Regions from separate parts of the Ovis aries genome. Here region 2 is linked to region 1. Evidence: chromatin contacts called from public Hi-C data. All regions are on one chromosome and are shown on one strand. The core of a region is the stretch at or near the end of the contact, and the rest is flanking DNA. Distances in the headings are between cores, read along the strand shown. Region 1 holds the start of STRN4 (striatin 4). Region 2 overlaps ARHGAP35 (Rho GTPase activating protein 35).

The links. A called contact is a pair of places that touch in the nucleus more often than the background predicts.
Region 2: a Hi-C map of skin fibroblasts shows a contact between it and region 1, with 1.8 times the contacts expected there. The contact joins the enhancer-like site here to the promoter of STRN4 in region 1. A contact is called at or near these places in 5 of 16 Hi-C or Micro-C datasets (hypothalamus, liver, muscle and 2 more).

What each region holds. Positions count from the first base shown.
Region 1 is chr14:53,620,121-53,627,687 of ARS-UI_Ramb_v3.0, forward strand. STRN4 (striatin 4) reads right to left here and starts at 4,317. Exons shown (of 18, transcript XM_027978522.3): 1 at 4,002-4,317. The coding sequence starts at 4,286. It overlaps FKRP (fukutin related protein), which reads left to right and starts at 3,901. Exons shown (of 3, transcript XM_042232219.1): 1 at 3,901-3,945; 2 at 5,368-5,498.
Region 2 is chr14:53,809,244-53,816,105 of ARS-UI_Ramb_v3.0, forward strand. All of the region lies in intron 3 of ARHGAP35 (Rho GTPase activating protein 35), which reads left to right. Among named protein-coding and RNA genes, the nearest start is that of NPAS1, 36 kb to the right of the region's middle. Within about 2 kb of position 1,423, at least 32 of the 54 cell types and tissues checked have an H3K27ac peak or open chromatin away from gene starts, as enhancers often do. A contact at or near this core is called in hypothalamus, liver and muscle, where this site is marked.

The DNA.
Region 1 (7,567 bases), core at 3,067-5,566:
TTTTTCAGCAGATATATCATCAAACTTGCTCAAATTTGGGGCAGGGAGAGGGCCAAGCCAAAGGCCTAGAAACCAGTCACAGAAGGAGGCAGATCCCAGGGAGAAATGACAGGGGCTCAAACCAGGATCAGGCAGGGGGGGTGAGGAGTGGGTTTAGGGTACTAAGGAGGTGGCCCTCACCTGTGGGGGAAGAAAGTGGAGGGGGAGAAGCAGGGTCAGAGTCACGCCCAGACCTCACACCTGCTCGCCCCCCACGGCCCCCCTTGCTCCCTGAGCGCCCATCCAGTGATGACGGAAGAACATCACTCTGCTCTGTGGTCCCCTCCCCAGTTCCTCCAGCAAAGAAAGGAGAAGGAGAACCAGAAACACGTGGGTGAAGGGTCCTGAGCTGGTGGAATGCCACAGAGAGGGGAAGCGCTGGGGGCCTGGCCCTCCCACCCTGCGCACACCTGAGGTCACAGCCACATGGCTGTGGCTCCCTGACCTGCCGGGCCGCGGTGGGCCAGCAGGCAAGGCTGGGATCTGGAAGTTCTCTACCCAACCAGCACCTCCACCCACTGCCACTGAGACAGGGCGGCCGCCTCTCCTCCGGCTGTTCCCTCCCCATCCAGGCGGCACAGGAGGAACCTGGCTATCTCAGTCCTCCCGCGAGCCCTTGCTGACTCTCCCCATCCCAAGCTTTCTGTCCCACCCCTCCCGGTCCCTTCAGTACCATCTGGCCCTGTGTCTCCTGCACTCCACTCCCTCCTCCCCAGGCTCTGGCAGGGTTGAGTCCCTGTGGATCCCTCCAAGCTCCTTGTGAGGCTGGCGGGGGTGGGGGGGGGGGGCGCAGGGGGCAGGGACCAGCTCCCCATCTTCTCCACCTGCAGCAGTGTACTCGCTGCCTCTGCTCATCCCTGAATGTCCAGTCAGACCCCACCCCCACCCCTCAAGGTTCCTCTTGTCCTCAAAAAAGCTCACTGCCCTTTGCAGAAGTGCCACAGCCACACCACTGAAACCTCAACTGCGTGTGAACCTCTGTAACCTCCTGCGCAAACCAGCCTTCTCCGTTAGCCTGGAAGTTTCTGAAGGGCAGAAACCTCACCACCACCTTCTCTGAATCCCCCATGATGCCAGCTTCCTGCTCCCATCTTCCAGGCGCCTCCTGGCAGGACCTCCCAAGAAGTTGTCTTTTCTGCCATTCCCCCACACTGACTGTCTGGTGCCAGGAGCAGCTGCACAAAGAAGCTATTTGGAGAAGAGGTATTCGGGGTTTATGGGGAAAATCTGACGCAGTCCCGGCCTTGAAGGTTCTCGCGGGAGAAGTCACACCTCTCTAAGTGATAAGTGCTCAAGTAAAAGTGTATAAAAAGAGGTGCTGCTGCGGGGAGTGTACATGTGGGACAACTTGGCAGAACCAATCACCAGTTTATAAACACGTCTGTTCTACCACCCCACCTGTTTATTCTGCTGTACACTCACTCAGGAGGGAATACGAGGACAGTCCCTGCGGCCACTTCCAATGGGCAAAAAGTGGAAACTACCAAAAAATCCATTAAGGGGACACAAACTAAATGAGCTGTGGTGCAGACACCGGCGGGGTGCAGTTCCCAAAAATAATAAGCGCTCTGTGTGCTCATATGAAAAAAACGCAAAGATATATAAGTAGGTGAAAATAAGTCACAAAATGATGCATGTAATAGCATGTAAAAGGCGGGAGGAGAAGGGGACAACGACAGAGGACGAGATGGCTGGATGGCATCACCGACTTGAGGGACATGAGTCTGAGTAAACTCCGGGAGCTGGTGATGGGCAGGGAAGCCTGGCGTGCTGCAGTCCATGGGGTCACAAAGAGTCAGACACGACTGAGCGACTGAACTGAACTGAATAGGATTTCATATATTACACACACAGAGCTGAATTACTTTTATAGCAATAATAGGGTTTCGGGGAGTGGCTCTTTCCCTTCTCACTCACTTGGTGTGTGTACATCTACACACACAGGCACTTCTGAGATCCTTGAAATTTACTAATGTAACAGAACGATAACAACAAAGGGGTACAAAGTAAACGACGCTGGAGCCTGGACGCATCGTTCCTCTTGCTGGTCTCAAAGGTGAGGCAGCGGCGTGGTGGGTGCTGCAGGGTACCCTCGTCTCCTATGGCCGCCTGGATGACCCTGGGAAGGTCACTGAGCTTCCCTGAAACAAGCCTGTCATCTGTCCTGGGCGTCAGACAGGTATGGGCTTGAAAGTCCACAGACCACCCCTGCCACCCACAGGCTATGATCCTTGATATACGACTGACCTTCTCAAAGTCTCCACTTCCTCTTTTATTTTTGAAAAGGAAGGGAAGGGGAATAACATCCCTCACCCTCCCAGAATGTTGCAAGGACTAAGTGATACCATGTATCTGCTGTGTCTAACACAGTGTCTCACCCATAATACAAACTCAATAAACAGCAGCTGCTATTATAATTGCTAAATAAGGGCAACGTCCTTGGCCCTGTCTTCACAATGGGGGTATTGAGAAGATCTAATAAGACGTACAGATGGGATATCATAGCAAGGGGTACTTAGGTAAGGCTTTCTCTCCCACTCTAACCCCAAGCCTCAGCCACCACACAGTGAAGATCCCTTTCAGGGTGGGAGAAGTGTGGGATGCTCTCTTTAATCATCCTAGGGAGAAAATTCTAATCTGGTTATTTACTTGGGTCCCCACCTCAACCAGATACGAAACAGCAACTGAAAAGAGGAAAGACCAGATGCTAGAAGGAGATACTGACTTTGCTAACAATGCCCCAACCCTCCAAATCCTCGCCACTGGGATACCCAGGCTCCTCAGGACACTCTGCTAATCGACCCACAGTTCTCAAGGTCACAAAACCCAGCCCAGCTCCTCAGCCTCTTCCAAACATCTCAGGACACCTTCCTCCCTGAATCTACTCCACAAACCATAGGATCTTTTCCCAGAAACTTCCACAAACACCTCCCACCCCAGGATCCTTCTGAAATGTTTCCTCTGGCTGTCTTCCTGCTCTCCAAAAAGGCTCCCCTTGCCATGCCCCAGGTTCCCCGATTCCTCTTCACTGTCTCCATCCTACCGCCCCTCTCCACAGCTGGCCAAGTTTGACCCTCCCATACTCCAGTTCGGGGGTTCTCCATCTGACATCCCACACACCTCACCTCCCATCTCACGGCGGGGGCCCCCACATCCCCAAAGAGTTTCGGCTCTCCGTTCTCTTCCAACACAGGCTCCTGGCTCACGTCCTGGCTCCATCCGTGCTTCCAACCCTGGGACCCCTCCCCTGCACGCGGAAGCCAGGCCTGCCAGGGCTCCCCAAAGTTTCCTCCTCAGAGGAGAGGACACACACCTTCACGCCCCCCACCTCGCGCCCGGAGACCTTGCTCCGCATCCTTGGAGTCCTCAACACCACCGTCATTCAGTCCCTCCAGTCCAAACGCTCCGAAACACACACGCGTCCCGGGCTCCCTGACTTCCTCTCTCGACTCACGCGGGCTCCCCGCCCCGCTCTCGCCCCCGGCTGATCGCAGTCACCCCCGACGCCCCCTCTCCCCCGCCCGGGGTCCATCGGGCTCCGCCTCCGGCGCGCACCTGGTCGGGGGCGGAATGGGGAGTCCCTCGTGCGGCACCCTGGGAGCTGCCGGCTCACTCGTACACAAGACCCCTCATCCCCTCCCAACGCTTCGCGGAGCTCTCCCGGGGCGCCTCGGGGCTCCGCGGCCCCTCTCCCAGGAACCTTTCCGCCGGCCGGCTCGCTCCCACTTCCAGCAGGCCCGGGGGCCCCGCGCCGCCTCCTCCCGGCGACCGCGCGGGCCGCCCTCCCGCCGCCGGCCGCCCCTCGGCCGGCCCCTCACTCCGGCTCCCGGCCGGTCGCCGTCCCCGCCCGCCCCCCCGGCCGTCCCGGCGGCCATTGCTCCAAGATGGCGGCGGCGGCGGCGGCGGGTGAGGCTGGGCCGGGCCGGGCGGGCGGGGGCCGGGGGTCCCGGGGCGGTGCTCACCTGCAGCTCGGCGCGCTCGGCCTCCCAGCGGGCCTTCTCCGCTTCGAAGCGCGCCCACTCGTGCTGGATAAAGTGTAGGATCCCGGGCAGGCTCAGGGGCTCCGGTCCCGCTGCGGGACCCGGGCTGCCTCCGCCGCCGCCGCCTCCCTTGGCAGCCGGGCCGGGCCCCGGGGCGGGGGCGGAGACCAGGGCCGCCCCCGTCGGGCCGGGGCCCGCGCCGGAGCCCAGCGGGCGGCAGGAGGAGGCGGCGGCGGCGACGGCGGCGGCCGCTCGCTCCTCCATCATGGAGGCCCCGGGGCCGGCCCGCGCGCCCGCTGTGCCTCGCGCGCCTGCGCGGCCGCGCCAGCCCTCGCGCGCGCGCTCGGCGGGGGCCGGGGGGGCGGGTGACGGGAACGAAGTCGGGCGCGCGCCTCGCCCACCCGGGTCGACCCCGAAGGCGCGCGCGTGGGAGGGGGCGCGGGGCGGAAAGGGGGCGCGCGCCCGGAGGAGGGCAAACGCGACCCAGGCTCCGCGCGAGGGTCGCCCATGGGAAACGCGGTACTTGGGGGGGGGGACCGCTTTCTACCCCCCTCCTCCCGTTTCATCCCAAAGAAAGACTCTAGCCCTCTCCAGACCCAAATAGCACTCTCCTCCACAATCACTGTCACTCTTTGAGGGAAAGAACGACCACCAGGGGTGGTTTCAGCAATGGCCCCATCCTGATTTCTGGCCCAGGTCGGTTGTCATGGTAACTCCTCCCAATCTGGAACACCCTTAGCCTCCTCTCCCTTCCACCTTTGTGGTTATGGAGCTCCAACTCTCTCCTGGCCCTGCACCAGGAAGAGGTTGCTAAGGTAACCCAAGTCTCTGGTGGTCCTTATGCCCCTACCCACATCGGTTACTATGGCAACCTCACCCAGCCCTCAGGGAGAAAGGACCCCAGCCCCAAGGACAGTGCTAAGGGAAGCAGCTCTTTCCCAGCCCCTCCCCCCAGCCACACAGTTGGCATTACCATGGTAACCATCTCCCCTTTCCCATCGTGGGAGGTCTGTGGACCAAACCAACCAGGTGTTTTTATTTAGAGGAGATGCTCTGCTGAGAAGTAGTTGCTATGGTTACAAGGCCTGGACCATCCCCAGAGAGGTGAGAAACAAGCAAAGCCAAGTCCTGGTTACTATGGTAATGGGGGCAGTCCCCCTTCCAGTGACCCTAAGACCCACCAAGGTAAAGGACATTTTAAGATTGTCTCTCAGGATGGAGTGGATCTAGGGAAGGGGTTGTCATGGTAATACCTTCTGTCACTTCTAGTCTTACCTTTCTGGACACATTTATGAAAGAAGAGGTGGTTATACATTGCTATGACATCCTTCCCATCTCACTTTTGTAGGTGAGATGAAATTGTGTTCTATTGTGTGAAATTGACTGATTGAGGGTCTCCTGGTTTCTCCTTCCTCAGCGATGCAGCTGAGCTGGGCTGGAACTGCTCCCCTGAAGCTCCCTTATCCTGCAACCTAAAAGGTAAGAAATCTCTCAGTGTTACCAGCAATCACGGGAAAACTGCCCTTGTCCCCAAAGGTTTCTCCACATGTCAGATGTTTTCTTTATCCATTACATTACCATTCTAGAGCTGCAGCCAGGTGAAGCCTGGCCTGAAGTGAGCATAGATCCCCTTACACTGTTTCGTGGGCAATGGTAGGACAGTCTCAGCTTAACAGTCCTCTCCTCACCTGACCACTTTTTCTCTCTCACAGCCCCCTTTTGTTTTCCTGCTCTATCTGTAAGTTGTTTGCAGGGATTTTGTCTGTCTTGCAACCTCTGGAAGGATGTGCCCAACCACTGTCTGGTTCATCCAGGGTCTCCAGAACACAGAGGACACTCAATAAATACCTGTTTGTTGAGTGACGAGTTAATTAATTAACGGGCCATATTCAGCTTTGAAAGCACCTGTTAGGTGAGGACTGGGAAAAGAGGGTTGTCTCACTGAAGATGGGCTGAATTGGACTATCTTTGTGGACCCAAAAGAGACAGCTAAGTTTATTGGCTAAAATCACAACTCTGAACCCAGCTTCCCAATCCAATCCTGGGTTTGCCACTTCCCCGCTGTGTGACCTGGAGCAAGTGACCTCACTTTTCTGTGCCTCAGTTTCCTCATCTTTTAATGTGATCAAATGTGAAGATTAAATAAGTTGATACTGGTAAAATGCTTAGAATACAGTCTGGCACATCATGAGTGGCTAGAATTTTTGATATTATTATGATCCTGTTATGATCTTTCAGAAGCCTCGTTTCATCCCCTTGGCCCCAGTGTTTTTGAGTCCTTACAGTTGGGGAAGCCAAGACTGACCTTGTCATGGAACAAGATGAGTCTTCTTTCTTCACGGTCCCATCGCCTCCTCATTTGGCTCTCACACCACTGGTCTCTGAGAAACCAGCTCCTGTCCTGTGTTCTATTGGGTGCCTCCTGGCCCAGAGTCAGCCAGACAGTGCCTAGTGAGAGTCAGGGCCAGGGGATGGAGACCTGGATTCTGCTCCCTCTGGCCTTCCTCTCTATGGGGCTCATGTTCCCCATTTGAATAAGAGGAATCAGTCATTCTTTCCACGCAAATTTATTGAGCACCTGGAGTGGGCAGGGTACTGAGCCATGTTCCAGGTATACAACATGAAACAGAATAGACAAAGCAAGACACAAGATAAGTCACATCTACATAAGAACAACTGGGAGAGGAAGAAAGACATAGGAAGTATGGGGGTGCTAGGGTGAGGCGCTGTAAGTAGGGTTGCCAAAGGAAGGGGCCAAGATCTGATGGCTGGCGGGGCAGGGTGGGGGGCATCCAGCTGCTGCCGGGCCGGGAGAGCGTCCAGTCAGAGGGAACAAGCTGCAGCTGAGTAGGAGAGGGCAGGGATCATGTGGGGCCTTGTGGGTCCCAGTGAAGATTCTGGCCCTCCATTTGAGCAAGTCTCCAGCCACAGAAGGTTTGAGAGCAGATGCAGGCAGGATCTAATTCAAGGTCGAACAGGATCCCTCTGGGCTCCGAGGGGGACCCAGACCATAGAGGACAAGGGTGAAGCAGCAGGATGGTCTCTATTTTTTTGTAAGTGAAGCCAGGCAATCCTCAATTTTTCAGTTTTACTTTTTGGCCACACGGCAGCATGTGCAATTCTCAGTTCCCTGACCAGAGATTGAACCCGCATTGGAAGCGCAGAGTCTTAACCACTGGACCACCAGGGAAGTCCCAGGATGGTCTCTTTAGAATTGGTAGACGATTCTGGAACCACCTGAGGGTCTGTTCTGTGCTTCTGTGTACCTGAGTGCTGAAACTCTCAGGTCTTTAAGACCCCGAACATTCTGTGGTTTAAAGTTTCCTCCCCTACTGTAATGTGCGTTGTCCAAGCTTAGGAGTCTTATCTGTCTCTTACGTCTCCACGGCTGGGTACCCAGTGCCTAGGACAGTGCCCTCTGTGTTGTAGAGTTCCACAAATAGATGCTGAAGGGTGAAAGGAAGGAGGGGCTCATGGAAGGTCCAGAAGGCAATTCCAAGGTCCTGAAGAATAGCAAGTCACTCTGAAAGTGCAACGCAGATTCTTAA
Region 2 (6,862 bases), core at 173-2,672, 190 kb after region 1:
TGGCTCCTCGGGCTGCGCAGGCCCCTGCTGCTCTCTGCCCTGCTCTCTGCAGCCGCGGCGCAGGGCTGCTCTTTGTGCAGCGCTCGGTTGTGGAGCGCAGGCTCTAGGTGCTCGGGCTTAGTTGCTCCGCAGCGTGTGGGGCCTTCCAGGACCAGGAGTTGAGCTGCCCCCTGCACTGGCAGGCAGGTTCTTAGCCACTGTGCCGCCAGGGAAGCTGCATTTCGTTTTATGCCACACTGCCCCTGCCCTCGGCTCCCCACAGGGTTCCTGCGTTTAAGACCTTGCCAGGGGGTTTCCTCTGCCCTCTGTGGACGCTGAGGGCTGGCCTGGCCAGTGGCCTCAGGCTGGGAAGGAGCAGGAGGGGGAGCCCAGCCCCGGGCCAGCGCCTCTCACCAGGGTGGGGAGCACTCTGCTCTGTCTCCCTGGGGCACCTTACGCTCTCAGCTTTCCTCCCATGACTTAGAGGACAGTGATCATCGCACAGAAGAGAGGAAACAGAAACCCTGGAGGCCTCTGGGCAGAGGCCACCTAGAGCCGTCAGTGGAAAGGACCCATGTTCCAGCCCGTCTGTGCTCGGGCGGGCAAAGCTGTGAGCTTTACAGCATCAGACCGACAGATTCACGTTTTACCAAGTTCTTCCCACTTGGGAAACAGCTGCCCTAAAAAAGCCTCCGTATTTCCCTTCATATTTATCATAGACACTTTCTCCAGCTCTCGTGGAAGAGAATTGGCGGGTCTAGAGCTGTTAAATCTAGTTGTTTCGCTGCAGTCAGCCTGGATCTCTGTAATTCTGCCTTGCAGAAAAGGCTGCTAATATCAGCAGAGATCCTCCCATCTATCACTATAACAGTTTAATAGGTGCAGTTACAGCTTGAACACACCAACAGGCTTTATGTGAGTAATTGCCATATTTATGCTGCTTTGAATTGATGATAAAGTGCTAAAATATGAGGTATGTGGTTGCATGTGCTGTGATTTTATGGGGGTTCTGTGTTCCTCAACCCCGCCCCTGCCCCAATAACTCCAGGTTTGTTGGTTATGCTTTCTCATTATCCAGATAGTTCTAAGACGAAGCTTTCGCCATGACTGTTCCCCATGTGCCCGTGTCTCACCACCCTCCTGGTTTCTCCTTGCTTAAAGTTAAACACAAGTCATTTGCATTCCAAAAATGCCTCCTCGCCATAAAGGCAGGCAGTCAGCTCCACTTTGGGCTCTTCCAGATAAGCAGAGTTCACGTGGCTGTGACTCGGCAGTGCTCGCGGATTTCCTCGGGACCCAGTGCCCTGATCGGAACAGCGTGCCCTGGCAAGCTGCCTGGGGAGCCAGGCAGTCAAAGAGAAGCAAAGCCTGTTTCACAGAGTTAGTCCTGCCCTTCCATCCAAGACAGAAATGATCTGGGTGGAAGCCCAGCTCCCCGAGACAGTTCCAGCAGGCCTGCCTTGCCTGGCTGTTCCCACCGCCCTTTCCCTCCACTCAGCGGTGCACCTCGGTGGCCAGGCCCCTCTGCCCTCACCAGGAGGCGGCGGGACGAGTCGAGGCGTGTGTGCCAGCAGGCCGTGCCGAGGGCGGCCCTGGGAGCAGCACTCGCTACCTCTCTCCCCCTGCTCCCCTAGTGGTGCATGGGTGTGCGTGGCACGGGGCGTGTGCGTGGCGGGGGGCGGGGGGCTTCTGTTTAGCTTCCAGGAGGATGCGCAGCCCTGTTGTGGGGGTCTCAGCCAAAGCCATGCCACTGACCTGATCTGTAAAAGTGAGCCACCCAGATGGGGAGACCACACCTAGAACAGCCGGTGGCTTACACTGGAGAGCACAGGAATTCACTCGGTCCCCTCAGCTTCTCTAGGGAGTGGCAGAGGGGAGAACCAGTCCACAAGGGAAGGCAGGAGCTGGGCGTCCTGGTTTGTGCCGCACTTCTCCGTGCTGGCCAGGCCTCAGAGTTTCTCTTTCCTGTATTCTATGAGCAAGGAGGGCCTGGCCAGGATGCCTTGAAGCATGGGGCTGGTCGAGAGCAAACAACTTTAGTCCATTCCTCCCTCTCTTCAGCCAGAGAAACTGCGCTTTTATTATCAGGCAGGTTTCCCTCCTTCCCTCCTTCCCTCCTTTGGATAGTTACCGAATGCCTTCTCCAGGCACGAGTTACTGTGCCAAGTCCAGGAGCATAGAAGGGTAACTGAAGCACATGCCCCCTCTCTCCTCAGGGGGCCGCCATTCAGCCGCCACGCAGCTGCCGAGTGACCTTCAGGTTGAGCCCAGTGCTGTAGAGGGGAAGTGTGCGGCAGTAGCTGCGGTGGTTGGCCCTGGGCTCTGAGCCGGATGGGAGCGGGCGGGACGGTAGGGTGCAGCTCACAGGGCCACTGTGAGGGTCGCAGAGACCGCGTGAGTGAAATGCTGGGCATGGCCTGGCCCAGTGTGTGTGTTGCATAGATACAAGCAGTCTTATTCTCCTAACTGACTTAGTCTTGGGGTCAGGGCAGACCTCTGAGGGAGCAGGGTTTAGCCAGTCCAAAAAGTGGAGGCAGAAGCAAGGCAGTCTCCAAGGCAGTTGCGGGGGGGGGGTCACACTAGGAGGCCTGGAAAGGCCAGTGTGATGGGCGTTGGGTGGGGGCAGCAGAGTCAGGTGTGGTGCGGGCCCCCCAGGCCACGTGTGGACAGCTTTGTGTTGTATCCTAGACACAGAGTGCGAGGACTGTAGGCTGGCGGGATCCCGATCAGATTCTCTGCCAGTGCTACATATAGGCTTCTAACCTGTGAAGTGTCCTTTCTTAGTGAGGAAAGAGGCCAGGAAAGGAGGGCCGCTGGGCTGTGATGGGTGCCATCTTTGAACCTTTCATGACTTGGTGAGAATCAGGAACCCGAAAGAAGCTCACCTGTGCCCTCGGTAACGCTCACGAGGAATCTGCCGGGGGCCCCGCTGTGGAGGGGGAGCTGGCACTGTTGGCATGGAGGTGGAGGTGGTGGTGGGTTGTATGTACCTGTTTGTTAGCACAACTGTTTCTTTGTTGGTGGCTTGGGGTTCGGTCAGTGAGGACCCCCGCCCCACCCGCAGCCCCAGCTCCGCACTGGGGCGGCACTGCCTCGCCTCCGAGTCACGCTGCCGTCCTCCACGCCACTGGGCTCGAGTGTGCTGGGGCTCCCAGCTGCTCCTGGCTTTGAATACCAGCGGCTGCCTTGCAGAGTCCACTCTGCTCCCCTCAGTTCTAGGTCACACTCCTCTCCCCCTCCATCCTAGGCTACCCAGAACCAGCAGCATCCACTCTGGGCTGGCCTAAGGCTGACTTCGTCACGGTGGTTTTCTAAAACACATCTTTTGGGGTATGCGTCTTCTTGAAAGTCAGGGACCGAGCCCCTTGGCGGGCTCAGAGCAGGGCGCAGAAGCCCTCCCTCACAGTGACTGACAGTAAGTGCCCGGACAGCTTACAGAGGATCAGCCAGAGGCTAGAGCCATATGATGCCCCAGACCTGGTGTGATATTTTCATCTTTCCCCTCCAGGTCTCTTCTCTCCCTTCTTCCTCAGCCTCGAGATTTATGACGCGGCTGCGTGTACATACAGTGGCGCTGGAAATTAATAGCGCCGCAGTGCCCGGCTGTGGGGCTAACGCCCGGTCAGGCTGTCACAGTAGAGGGCTGGAGGCATTCTGTCAGGGGGAGAAAGGAGGGGTGGCATTGCCAGAAACAGATCTTGATTGACGAGGGAATTACCCAGGGAAGACAGCTAACAAAGAGGCACTGGAGGGGCCAGAGTGACCTTAGTGTCGAAGGAACAGAAGAGCCAGAAAAGCATTCCGGGCACATCCGAAACAGGAAGGCGGCAGGGGACCTCGCGGGGCTGCCTCACTGTGATCAGCAGTAGAACTTCAGAAGGAAGAGAGCGCCGACTCTGTCCACTGGCTGCCGTCGGTTAGAGAGAGGCAGCGTCTCTTCCCTGGCTCTCCCTGCTCCTCCGGCTGACAGATGAGAACGCTGAGGGGTGTGAGGGAGGAGATGAATGCGCCTGAGTGAACAAGGGAGGAACAGGAATGAACCCGGCATTTACAGGGTGAAGCCAACACGTGATATTTAAAGGGTAAGGGAATAGGGAGTTAACATGGAAGGGAGGAGCCCAGCATTTAAACGCACAGTCAGGCGAGAGGGAGCCAGCGCAGAGCTGACGCCCACTGCACACCCAGCTCTCTGGCCTTGGACTTGGCCTCTCTGAGCTGCTATCTGCTCTCTGTAAACTGGGGATAAAAATAATACTATTTACCTCAGAGAATTACTGGGTGGATTCACTGTGATGATTCTAGTGAAGAGCTGAAGAAAGAGCCTGGCACATAGTAAGCCCTCAGCAAAAGTTAACTGTTACTGTTTTATTATCATCATCATTATTTCAGTGTGCCAGCCATTTGTATTACTTGCTCTTCATACCTGTAATCTGAGTATGCACAACATCTCAGTTCGGTTCAGTTCAGCCGCTCAGTCGTGTCCAACTCTGCGACCCCATGAATCGCAGCACACCAGGCCTCCCTGTCCATCACCATCTCCCGGAGTTCACTCAGACTTACGTCCATCGAGTCCGTGATGCCATCCAGCCATCTGATCCTCTGTCGTCCCCTTCTCCTCCTGCCACCAATCCCTCCCAGCATCAGAGTCTTTTCCAATGAGTCAACTCTTCGCATGAGGTGGCCAAAGTACTGGAGTTTCAGCTTTAGCATCAGTCCTTCCAATGAACACCCAGGACTGGTCTCCTTTAGAATGGACTGGTTGGATCTCCTTGCAGTCCAGGGGATTCTCAAGAGTCTTCTCCAACACCACAGTTCAAAAGCATCAATTCTTCGGCGCTCAGCTGTCTTCACAGTCCAACTCTCACATCCATACATGACCACTGGAAAAACCACAGCCTTGACTAGACGGACATTTGTTGCCAAAGTAATGTCTCTGCTTTTCAATATGCTATCTAGGTTGGTCATAACTTTTCTTCCAAGAAGTAAGCGTCTTTTAATTTCATGGCTGCAGTCACCATCTGCAGTGATTTTGGAGCCCCCAAAAATAAAGTCTGACACTGTTTCCACTGTTTCCCCATCTATTTGCCATGAAGCATAGTCATTCGTAAACAGCCCCATTTTTGATGAGGAACCCGAGGCTGAGAGAGGTCGAACGGTTTTTCCCAGTCGCCCAGCAGCTATGAGAGAGCCAGGATCAAAACTGAGATCACATGCGTAGAGACTGTTACACAGAATGAAGTAAACCAGAAAGACAAAACCAAATATCGTGTATTTATGTGTATATTGAGTCTAGAAAAATGGTACGGATGAACCTATTTGCACAGTGGAAACAGAGACACGGATGTAAAGAACAGGGGCATGGACACCACGGGGAACAGACTGGGGTGAACTGGGAGATCGGGACTGACGTGTGCAACCACTGCATATAAAATAGATGATCAATAAAAAGTACTAGATATCGAAACTTCAACTAAAAATCTTAATTTCTCTACTAAAAAAAACAATTATATAGTGAAACTGCGTGTAACTTTGTGCTATTACAAAAATTCTATTTAAATATTTAAAGGAAAAATACTTGAAGTAAAAATGAAGCCAGTGCATGTTTTATTACTGTCTGCCGACTGGCCTGTTTTGACTGGGTCCTTAGAGCAGGCAATGCCTACAGACAGGTGCTGCTGTTGCAGCTTGTTAAAAGGTAAAGAAAAAAAAAAAAGGCAGGCGTTATACAGTGGGCTTTCCATAAGTTATCTTATTTATTCCTTGCAGTAGTCTCCGAAGGTGAAGTTAATCCATCATAGACTCAGGGGAGCAGAAGTTAAGAGTCGGCATCCAGGATCCCCCCGATGGCACAACTCAGGTGTCCTCCACTTGCCAGCTTGCTTTTCCACTTAGGTCGTTAGGACCATAGCTCCTCCCTTAGCCCTGTGCCAAGACTTCATTACACTCACCTGTGCGGTGCAGAGAAGGCAATGGAAGCATAGACACCCAGGGTCTCACCGCTAGTAAGTGGCTTCCAGCCTAGATGCTCAGCCTCACCCCAGCCCTTTCACCCTCCATCGTGGAGGGGGTGCTGCAGTGGGGGCCTCAAAAGGAGATGGGCTGTAGAGATGCTGTTGGCAGTTGACCCAGAGTGGGGGCTCCTTACTCTGGTTCGAGAGGTCAGCCCTCTTCAAGACAGTTTGGACTTGATGCTCGAGAGGGGTTCCTTTCTCTCCCTGAGCTCTCAGCAGCCCTCTGGCCTTGAAACTTAGCCTGCCCAAGGCTTACCTCTTGGACACGTGAAAGAAAAGGAGAATGGTCTATTGGCCGCATTTCCTTAAAAGTCGACTTGTCCTCTAGTAGTTAAAGCCTGTCTGCTGTGGGGTATTTTAGAGCATTGGCAACACCGATTAATTTTTTTTTTTTTAAGTACTAAAGTGCTGAGTTTTATTTCTAAATATAGAAAGTGAAAAATAAACAAGTTAGAGTTTGTCTTGGAGGAAGTATTGATTTGTTGCTAGAAAGGAAATTCAGGAGGAACTGAGTCCTGGGGTGTGTGAGCAGGGCTGAAAGCCTGGCTGGGGGGAGTGTGGCAAGACTGGAGGCCCAGAGTGCCGGTGCTGAGCAGAAGTACTTGGAATGAAGAGTTGTTTGCCCATTTCAGAAAACGGGACACATACCAGAGCAGAAGGTGGAGTCTCCCCGCCATCTCCAAGCTCTTGCGAGTCCCTTGTCCACTCTGCTGGAGCTCCTAGCGTGCCACATGCCGCAGGCACCTCAGCCACCGGGACGGGGCGGTAAGGAGTAAAAGAGGCCAGGTCTTAGCCTGTGGGGAACGCCTCATGGCTGCCGCTGGTGCGTCCTCTAGAAGGTTGTGTGGCATCACTGACTCGGACATGAGTTT